Linked DNA regions of Rattus norvegicus: region 1 is linked to region 2. Evidence: chromatin contacts called from public Hi-C data. All regions are on one chromosome and are shown on one strand. Each heading gives the region's core, a stretch centred on a gene start, on an enhancer-like site or on the middle of the called end of the contact. The rest is flanking DNA. Distances are from core to core; before and after follow the strand shown. Region 1 holds the start of Stat4 (signal transducer and activator of transcription 4). Region 2 overlaps Stat4 (signal transducer and activator of transcription 4).

What was found. A called contact is a pair of places that touch in the nucleus more often than the background predicts.
Region 1: a Hi-C map of the A7r5 cell line shows a contact between it and region 2, with 4 times the contacts expected there. The contact joins the promoter of Stat4 here to the enhancer-like site in region 2. A contact is called at or near these places in 10 of 12 Hi-C or Micro-C datasets (the A7r5 cell line, Schwann cells, frontal cortex and 5 more) and 1 of 1 datasets of contacts at active chromatin or transcription factors (oligodendrocytes).

Annotation. Positions count from the first base shown.
Region 1 is chr9:57,078,835-57,084,399 of GRCr8, reverse strand. Stat4 (signal transducer and activator of transcription 4) reads left to right here and starts at 3,877. Exons shown (of 24, transcript NM_001012226.1): 1 at 3,877-4,348.
Region 2 is chr9:56,964,518-56,970,034 of GRCr8, reverse strand. It overlaps Stat4 (signal transducer and activator of transcription 4), which reads left to right. Exons shown (of 24, transcript NM_001012226.1): 19 at 1-4; 20 at 282-418; 21 at 649-840; 22 at 3,400-3,466; 23 at 3,850-3,958; 24 at 5,130-5,418. The coding sequence ends at 5,156. Among named protein-coding and RNA genes, the nearest start is that of Stat1, 15 kb to the right of the region's middle. Within about 2 kb of position 1,799, at least 1 of the 93 cell types and tissues checked has an H3K27ac peak or open chromatin away from gene starts, as enhancers often do. A contact at or near this core is called in the A7r5 cell line, where this site is marked.

The DNA of each region.
Region 1 (5,565 bases), core at 2,628-5,127, 110 kb before region 2:
CAAGAAATATCACAGAGGAAGCTTGGAGAAGGGAGATCATGTTCTACCGAAGATGAGAATCAAGAAATGCTTATAGAGTTTATACAAGAAATATCATGAGATGGCACTGACTTGCTTCTCTTTCTGGCACCCCAACCACCCCCATCTCCGTTTTTGGCATCCAAAATAAACAGTTGTCCTTGGTAGAATAGAAAAGTACATTCAGGTGAATGGATGTGGAGTCCACTCTGCCTCTTGCTTGCAACAGTGATGCTTCCTGTTGCCATGGAGCCCTCCTTGACTTCTACCCACCATCAATGAAATAAAAGAGAAGAGAAAGGTGGAGGCCAAACTTTCACCTCCAAAGCTCCTTAGAACTTGACGAATTACTGTTCCTAACAGCTAGTATTTACTCCCCTATCCAGTTGCCTATGTCATATCTCTGATTTCGCAGCTATAGATTTTTATATAGATTTTTAAATGAAATCTATATTCCCATTTCTACAAAGAAGATTTGGCACTCAGACAGTTCAAGTAAGTTTCATTACCAGATCCAGGCACAGCAGAGACTGAATCCACCTTCCTGAAAGGCTGATAGAGCATCCAAGATAAGCTTTATTCCGGCATTGGGGAATGACTTTGGGGAAGAGAGGAGTCTATGGGGGCTTTTGGGTTTGAGATTCTCCACATTTAGCTTGTTTTCCTTGGATATTTTTCTTTGTTTAGCTCTGAGGTGGACCAGGGCAATGAAGTTAGACTTGATTCAGAAAGAGAGGCACAGTGTCATTGGTGCACTTTCTGAGATGCCTCCATAAAACAGACCAGAGGGCAAAGGCAGACGCCTCTTTCAATCAATCAACGCAGAAGACAGTGTTCTTTTAACAGAGGCTCCATCAGGAATACCCCTCGAGTTAAATGACTGCCATGGAGAGGGGATGCTCCATAGAGTGGACACTCTCTGTCATCTGCAGATCTCCACATGCGGTCCCCAATATACCTTGAGGGGCTTTGAGAGGTTAAACTATTTTTATAATGATGTTTTGCTTGTCAGTAGGTTGATATTTGCCCTTGCTACCAAAGAAATGCTGAGCAAAGCAGTTGGTCCTTTAACACGTAGCAGAGGTGGCAGTGCCAAATGATACTAAGTTTTACTAAGTCTCAGACCTTCAAGGTACACCTTTTAAGTAGTCTATACGGTAAAGTAGGACATACATTTGAAGGCCTCTCAAGGGAAAGCACTTGGTCAGTTGTCTGAGTGACCAAAGTGAGCCTGCCATTACAGGGAAGCCAGAAAAATAGGGAAACTCTTATTCCTCATCATGAGCTCCACAGCCCCCAACATGTAAGAGGTCCATAGAGAAGCTACCAGATGCCAGTTTCTTCCATTATATGGGAACCAGCATTCAGAGTGTCTGCATAATTCGGTGCATAAATGATTTCCAAATGATTAACACACACATGGATAAGAGTTCTACTCAAAATGCAAGATAAAAAGGGCTGAAGTAATCCAGTGACTGAGTTCCTGCCTAAACCCTAACCCCTCAAGGAAAAGCCACATAAAGCAAAAGGCAAGTCAGACCGATAGGTTTGCTGAACCCATATTTATAAAGGGTTTGATATGGCCTCAGGTTCTACAAAGCAGTTGATTCCTAAGGACCTACCACTTACTGAGTGTGTGGTTTCAAACGATAACTTGGTTAGCCAAAAAGCTACCCATGATAACTCTTTCCATTTCCACTGCGTAGCGATGTAAGTCTGGACTTTCTTCAAATACCTCAAGCAAAATGGTATTTTACAACATATGAAAAGCTGGAGCAGATATGAGGATCCAGTTGTATTCTCTCAACAGATATTAAAGAGACTTAAAGTAACTCAGGTCTGGAGAGGTGGTACAGGCCTGTAATCCCAGCCTTTGGAGATGGAGGCTGGAGGACCAGGAGTTCGAGGTCATATTATATAAAGAGTTTGAGGCTGGCCTTCAAACCCTGTCTCAAAACAAAGCCATTCTCACAGTACTTTTATGCCAGTAGATATTTTTGTTATTCATAAAATATGTTCAGTTTAACATATAATGGGCATATTACTGGAAACACAAATAGCTTATCTCAGATTTGAATTTTAATAGAGCGAATAATTGCAAAATTGTAATACACAAACATGGAGGTCCTCAACAATTTTTAAAAAGCATTGAGGTGTCTCAGGATCTGTTTGAGAAGTAGAAGTATCTTAAGGAGAAAGACAGCACACCCCTGTTTTTGTACAGCAGGCACTCCAACAGTTAAATATAGTGATAAAGACACAAAAACCAATGCAATTAAGACTCTAAGGCAGGAAGTAAAAGTGTCAAGTAGTGGCCTCCACCTTTGCTGTCCAGGATGGCAGACACTAGCCACCAGGGACTTTTAAACACCGGAAAGAAACCCAGTGTCAACTGAGAACTGTAAACACCACTTATACATGAGAATCTAGGTGTTCAATATGAAGGAATACAAAGTATCTTAGGTAGTAATTTAAATTTTTTCATTGATTATCTAGAAATATTAATATTTTGTAGATATTAGGTTATTTGTGCTATTGATGCTAATTTCACCCATTTTTTTCCACTTTAAATGTGGCTGGGTCTAGGGAAATGGTTCAGTGGGTAAAGCATTTAAATGGATTTAGTTGAATTTGGATCTCGATGATTCATGGAAAGTCGGCTGTTATAGTAAGATAGGAGACAGGAGAATCCCCAGGAAGCTTTCCGACAGCCCAGGCTGCCTAACTCAGTGTCAACAGGAGGGCAAGGGCTGACACTGGACATTGTTCTCTGATCTCCACTTGCGATCTCTGGCATGCCAGCGTTCACACATCCTCTGCTCGCAGACCCATATCCACACACATATTGAAAGAGAGGGGGCAGGGAGGCTGAAGAGACAGGCAGAGATGAAAATAAAAACATGAGGGGGCTCAGAAAATCTAAGGAGTGTGTTCTGTTTCTCCAAGACAGTTTGGTCAAGAAGAGTAAAAGAAATTCAAAGTAAAAAATCTACTGTGGGTTTGGGGCCCTGTTGCCATCTTCACAAAGGCTAGGATTTCACTGTGAGTAACGCCTTAGATGCAGTGAGGGAAACGTCAGGAGAGAGTAATGACAGTGCCCAGACTTATCGAGTCACAGCCCCAGTTCCTGGGAGGGAGAAAAGTTTCCTGGGTAGGTTTCGGCTGAACTAATCTGAACTTTGGATGCTTTGTAGATTATGGCCATGTAGGCATGTAAGCAGCTGACTTATAGAAGACAACTGGAGCTCTCCAGCAGTTTATGGGTCACCCGAAGTAGGACTTCCTTCATGTGGGAACCTAGCAACAGACACGTTTAGAAGGTTTCCTGTGGTCAAGCAGTCAGGATAGGGCCTCTGAGCTGTGAATGCGTAGTGATAAAGTTGACCACAATGCTGGTTGACTCTTGGTGGGGTCTGAATGACATCGTTGTCACCTGGAAGAGAAGGTCTAGGTGACACACCTGTGTGATGGCTGGTCATTGTAAGTATGATACAGGCTTTGCCTAGGTATACCACCCTAAACACATGTGTATCCAGACTGCTGATGCTTTCCACCCGTCTGATTTATTTTGTTAAACTCTTGTAGAAGTTTTTTCTTCCTGCTCAAGGCATTAATATCTAAGGGAATCCACTGAAAGTCCGGTGATCCCTGAGTGAAGACTGCTTTGTCCAGGGCTATGTCTCTAAGTAACTTTGCTCACCTGCCTGTCCTCAATGTCTCCAGAAAGTGAGATTTAGAACCAAAAGGAGCCAAGGCTCCACCCAGCTCTGTGATTCTAGAACAGGCCCATGTCATAAAGAGGGAGGCACACACACTCCAGGTACCAGGACAAGGCTACTTAGAGTAGGAGAAAGCTATCCGGAAAGGGCAGACACTGGGAACCTTCACAGGAGTTGGCCCAAACCTGAGTAAGGCTGTCCTCTCATAAGAGAGCAGACCCTGCTGGAGGTTGGTGTGTTGATCCTGGTTCCCTGGTCTCTCTTTCCAGAAAAAGTGGGGTTGTGTCTGAGGAAAACAGGGATTCTAGTCCTTCAGTGTGTACGCTTTACTCTGCACTCTTGGGCCATCTGCATTTATAAGAGTGGTTACTAGGGATGGGGGCGGTGCTCTGCAAAGGGGGATCCAGCTGCCTTTGTAAAGCGTTTCTAGAATAGAGTGGGTAGGAACTGACTAAAGTCCCAGGGACTCAAACACTGACGCACAGGAAAGCCTCAAGTGGGTGGAGAAATGCAAATCCCCTAGTGGCATGGCGTCAGCAGCTGTGGACCCTGAAGGCCGATTCTGACTTTGGACTTGAGCAGTGCCACTGCCTGGACGGAGAGAGAGCCAGGTAAGCAAGCCAGGCAGCCCTCATCTGGGTGTGGCCTCTCCACAGGAGGAAACACTCAGGCAGGTAGCTTGGGGCTTCTTTCTACAATTGGTAATGTGTGGCTTCGTTTTAATAGACTGGGAAGGAAGGGTTGCCTATAAAAAGAAGGGTCCTACTCCTTACACTCAAAGCACTCAGAATAAAACAGCCTTCCAAAGATTTAAATGGAGATCTGGCTCCGGATCTTCCCTGAAGGAGGGAGAAGTCGAGGCATCACCTTGAAGCTGAGGGATGGGTTGGGGGCTGTGCTGCTGCGGGAGGTGTGTCAGCTAAGGGCTGGAAGACCGCCCTAATTCTCTTTAGCCAGCGGAGAGCTTTGATGTTTGGTCCGAAATTGGCATATGTGGGTTTCAGAGAAACAACACCCAGCTAGGGTAGCTGGTGATTGTGGCTTTGAGAAGTGTGAGTGATGGTACGTAGGGTAGGTCGTCCCTTTGCAAAGAGGTCAAAGAGTCAACAGCACTGCTGGCTCCTGGTAGATGGACCGCAATGCCTGGAGGGAGCAGGCAGGTATCCAGGTTTTAGATGGAAAGCTCTTGTCCTGAGCCCCTAGAATGTGAAAAGAGAGACACCCCACTGGAGGTCTGAACACCAAACAACAGCAACGACAACACCAAAACAAAACAACCCCCCCCCCAATCCACTTAACTTAATTTCTTAAGGTTTTAGAAAAGTAATTTTAAAAGAAACTTATCAGATCTACCCTCATCCGCTACCCTCCGAATCTTCCCCTCTCTCCCTAGGGTATTTATTCCCTCTAAACTTTATGTGCGGGTTTGTTTGTTTCGAAGCCACGGGGTTCACCTAGTGCTGCCTGCACGTGCCTGGGTGATGACATAGGATTGGAGCATAGGTAGCTTTAGGGATGCAGACCCTGAAGAAAACTCACTCTCCCTCCCTCCAACCACCAATTGTCAATAGCTCCTCAGCCAGGGGTGGGACTTCCTGAGCTCCCAGTGAGGTCTGAAAGTTTTTCTCTTCAGGGCCTGCCAAGGGAGAAGAGGGTCCTTCTGCACCTTGCTTCAGCCTTGGTTTTCGAGAGTGACTTATCTGAGTGATTTAACTGTAAGATAAGCAAAATAGACCCGCATCAAATAATGAAAAAGATTTAACAATAGAAACAGCGAAAGTGGCCACACTGTCTTCAGCTCCTGCCCCCCTGATGCCAATCTTTGCTG
Region 2 (5,517 bases), core at 550-3,049:
ATGGGTGAGCTGTGGACTCTATCTTTCATTTGAGTGTTTTTTTTCTGCTTAAATTATCTTTTTCAACTTTTTTTCTTTTAAGCATATTTATGGGAAAATACATTCACGGTTTCTTCAGAGATATTCTGTAGTGATATGTTATATATACACACTGTATATTATATTTATGTAATAATAGAAAATTTCAGGTACAGTTGCTTGTTAGGTCCTTATGAATGAAATAAATGTAGGTGAAATAATGATGAATTTAGACTGAGTCTTGCCCCTTGTTCTAATTTTAGGTACATCATGGGCTTTGTTAGCAAAGAGAAGGAACGGCTTCTGCTCAAAGATAAAATGCCTGGGACATTTTTGTTAAGATTCAGTGAGAGCCATCTTGGAGGGATAACCTTCACCTGGGTGGACCAATCTGAAAATGGTGCGTAGTCCAACTCACTCAATGGTTCGAATGTGAGTTGGTGCTGGTGGCCCATCACCAGATACCGTGAATTCTGAAAGCCCATGTTGCCACCCTCTGTCTCACTCACAGTCTGTACTGAGCAGACCCCAGAAGGCCAGACTTTTTAGTCATGGCGATAACTTGAGTAGGAAGGATGATTACATAGAATGTCTTTGGGAGTCTACATATTCCACTTTGTGTGCTTTCAGGAGAAGTGAGATTCCACTCCGTGGAACCCTACAACAAAGCGCGGCTATCAGCTCTGCCATTCGCTGACATTCTTCGAGACTACAAGGTTATCATGGCTGAAAACATCCCCGAAAACCCTCTGAAGTACCTCTACCCTGACATTCCCAAAGACAAAGCCTTTGGCAAACACTACAGCTCCCAGCCGTGCGAAGGTGATGCCAGTTGTATTTACTTTCCTCTTGAGATTTTGGGACATGATATCACGTCAGAGGAAATGAGTGACTTTCCTCCCTGATTACTTTGACCCTTGTGATATCCCAGGGTCATATGGAGGTTAGAGCCTTAGCACATCAAGTGCTATGCCAGTGCTTAGTAGAGTAACATTCACAGGGCAACTAGACTTCACCACAGCCAGATCAGTGCTCTTTAGCGCCTAGAGCCCATATTCCTTAAAACAGGAGTGATGGTCATCACTGCTCTTCTATGGCCAAGGGAAAGGAAGGCAGAGCTGACGAGTGCAAGCTTTCACAGCAGGTCTGTAACCTGCATTTAATAGAGTAACTTGAGAGCTGAAAGCTGTCAAGTCTGTCTATCTCTTCTATATATGTGTCTGTCTGTCTGTCTCTGTGTGTGTGTGTGTGTGTGTGTGTGTGTGTGTGTGTGTATGTGTGTGTAGGAGAGAGAAAGGGGGAGGGAGGGAGAAAGAGAGGAAAGAGAGAGAGAGAGAGAGAGAGAGAGAGAGAGAGAGAGAGAGAGACTGGAGATGGAACTCAGACTTTGATAAAAATGCTAGGCTAACTACCCAAAGACTATCCATGGACTGACCCTGGACTCTAACCTCATAGGTAACAATGAATAGCCTAGTAAGAGCACCAGTGGAAGGGGAAGCCCTTGGTCCTGCCAAGACTGAACCCCCACTGGATGTGATTGTTGGGGGGAGGGCGGTAATGGGGGGAGGATGGGGAGGGGAACACCCATAAAGAAAGGGAGGGGGAGGGGTTAGGGGGATGTTGACCTGGAAACTGGGAAGGGGAATAACAATCGAAATGTAAATAAGAAATACTCAAGTTAATAAAGATGAAAAAAATGCTAGCCTAGGCAAGTACTGTAACACTGAGTCATATGCCCCATCCGGCCTTACTGTAATCTTAACTCAAGGGTATGTGTTCTCTGCCAAAGAACAGACATAGGGATCTGTGTTTCTTTCTCCTTGACATTGCTTTTGCTAGGTTTATCCTAAGGGCCAGGAAGAGTAACTGTACAAATAGGCGTTCAGTAAACATGGAATACAAAAAAGAAAATTTGTAAAATTAGCTGTCTGAGTTAAGGGGGCTTATCAGTCTCTCGTGAAAGCACAGTTGGCCTCTCTTGCCACAGTTTTTGTATCTTATTCAGACAAAGATCAAAAATAGTTTTTAAAATTGCAACTGCGTTGAACATGTAAACCTTTTCTTTCTTCCATAAACAATACAGCATAGCAACTACTTAAACAATATTTACATTGAAGCAAGTATTGTAGGTAACCTGGAAATGATTTAAGAGATACAAAGAAGTATGCTTAGATTCAAAACAAATGCCGTACTATTGTACACAAAAGGTTTGAGCATTGTGGATTCACTCTCTGCCAGGGTTCCTAGAAGTCAGTCCCCAATGGCTACTAGGGGAGAGCAGTCTCTAAGGATCTTCGTCTGTAGTGAATAATCTCTTGGAACTGTACTGTGGGATAATCCTACAGCTATCACAGTGTGACTTGTTGCCACCTAACTTCAAAACAAATAACATACAATAGAAAACAAACACAATACAAAGACCTGGCCTCTCAATGATGCTCTGTGTCTAATAGAACAGAACATGAATGTTAAAATTGTATATGCACTAGACCAGCATGGTGTACTTGGGAAGGTCAAGGTTCACCCATTACGATGACTATGGTTCCTGTGGTGATCATGGTGTAATGCTACTTCAAGGAAGGCCTCAAAACCTCTTGTAGTAATAAGGTTATGGCTGCTGTTTCAATGAAAAGAGCCGTGTTCCTATGCGTGTCAGTCAAAGAGCAAAGCTTTGCTAGGCTAACAATTTGGAAGGCTTCAGTCTATGGAGGATGCTCCCATCACTTTTATGCCTTCAATGAGATATCTGAGACATCGTGGGATTATGTGACCCAGAAGCAGAGAAAAAAAGAGCCCATTGTCTCAATATTCTTAATAAATCACACACCCGATGACTTTCCTTCCTCCAGGTCCTATGTTTTTTGTTTTTGTTTTTGTTTTTGTTTTCAGACCTGGGGACTGAACCCAGGACTTTACGCTTGCTAGTCAAGCACTTTACCACTGAGCTAAATCCCCAACCCCCAGGTCCTCTGTTTTAAAGGTTCTACTACTCCCCAGGAGCCCACAGACCAACCAAACCCTTAAGACAAAGGAGGGACACTACAGCACTATAAATTCCCCCAATACACAAATGAATCAGATACTAATGCCAAACTTAAATGCAACATAAAGGGCAGATGAAGAAATACAGTCTCAATTATCAGACATTTTAGAGTCATTGATGGGCAAAGTGAGCTCAGCCTGCCAGGAATTTTGTTGTTTGTTTGCTCATGTTTGCCTGTGTGGTCATTTCGTCCATTCAACTAAAAGGTTTTGTGAATACCAAGACAACCATGCTATTTGTTTTCTTCTGAGCATTATGGATATTTCCTAGATGTTTTATTTCCAATTTTATCAATCAGTTGACATCTCCCCCCCACCAACTGTGCCTTTCTTTTTCAGTTTCAAGACCGACAGAACGGGGCGACAAGGGTTATGTCCCCTCTGTTTTTATACCCATTTCAACAATGTGAGTATCTGTAGTCACATGTAAAATATTTATTATTGAATTGCCTTTTTTCCAAAAAGCTTTCCTAAAAGAGATTTAAGGGCAGATTAGAGTATATCTAATGGAGGATAAAGCATTTTAAAAGCCCAATAAAGCATTTTATGTCTCATTTCTTTGAACACATAAAGCTAGTCTTCAGGGCACACTCTTCAGTCTATTAAGGCTGGAATTACAAAGCTGCCCTTTTATATGCAATATAATCTACAGCGGATTGAATGCAGTGATACCAAGTGATGAATTAGACAGCTCAGTGTCACGATGCACTAGACAGGTCCTGGACACAGCAAGTTAGCATGAGCTACAATGTTATAATCCTTGTACTATTTTCCTGTTATCTCTTTAAGCCGAAGTGATTCCACGGAGCCACAGTCTCCTTCAGACCTTCTCCCCATGTCACCAAGTGCATATGCTGTGCTGAGAGAAAACCTGAGCCCAACGACAATTGAGACTGCAGTATGTCCTCCCCCATCAATGGTGATGTAGGGTATTTGCAATGAGAAAACCTGAGCCCAACGACAATTGAGACTGCAGTATGTCCTCCCCCATCAATGGTGATGTAGGGTATTTGCAATGACATTCGAATCACAGGGGCAGCAGCATGGCCCAGGCAAGGAGAGAGCATGGTCACCAGCACCAACTCAAAAGCTGCCCTGTGCAGCGCATGCTGCAGAGTGTGCAGATGCCGAGACAAAACACCTTAGCTTGTTAGACCTGCTTTAGGGTGCTTACCCAATCCAGAGGGCCAAAGGTCCCTATACTTCTCTCCCTGGTGCAGCCATGAGCCACACCACTCCCTAACTCTTTCCGTTTTAGCCAAGGACACACACAGCCAAGACTTACAAGCCTACTTTAAGTTCAGGCTCTACAAGTTCCAACTTTTCTTGATTGTTATATGGCCAGTTGTTGTGGCTTTTCCGTTGAGAACATGAAGAACAATAGCAGCACAGTGTTTTTTTGTTCTTTTAAGATTCAAGTCACAATCTAATATATAGGTATATATCATACATACATTATAATACATTATAACATTATAATATATATGTTACTTTGGATGTGTTCTCTTTGTTTCCATCCCCCAATGCTGTCAAAGAGTTCAACATCCCCAATTTGCATAAGGTAGACATATATCAGAATCCTTTAGAGGGATCTGGATGCCCAGGAGACTGGCACCTGGCTATAGGTCACATGATCTTCAGTTCTTCAAGGTTCCAGGGGATGGAAAAATCCATGCTTGTCTTGGATGGCTTAACCCATGCTGGCTATCTTTAATTCACCAAGTCATTTATATGTAACTGGACTTTTGCTACATTTTGCGTCCATATTTCATATTATTATTTTTAGTGTGATGAATGCTTTTTTTTTATTAGTGTATGTGTTTGTGTCTTGTGCTTTTTCTTACTGAGCCATTTTTTCTGCCCTGTGAGTGGACTTCTTAACATAGCTTTTAATCTACTTAAATCATGCCTTTTTTCAGGCTATCAACCCTAATTATTTTAATGAACCCTTAATTAATTGGTAGAAATATTACAGATTGTTTAGTAGACAAAGGAGTGTTGACTCTATCAAAACAGTAATTTATCTGCAAAACAGTTTCCTTAACAATCATTTCCGTTTTCATTTTTAGATGAATTCCCCGTATTCTGCTGAATGATAAATCAACTCTTCAAAGAAGGAAGCAGAGGAAACTAGAGACTGTTCTTTACCATAGATCACAATTTATTTCTTCAGCTTTGTAAATACCGGTTTCTAGAAAATGATAGGAAGTTCGAAGCTCTCTTCTCACTTGGTGCCACTCCCAGCCTGGAGTGCTGTGATTAAAATGCTAAAGGAAACAAGCTCCAGATAAACTTGCAAGAAAAGACAGCTTTAAGAAACCAGTGTTGGTAACAATATAACAGAGGACTCCTTCTAAAGCATTTGTTTCTGGTTTTATTTCTCAGGTGTTATTTATGACTTTGGCTCTGAAAGCTATGTTAACATTTCAGGGTGGGTCCACAATTCATAATCATGCC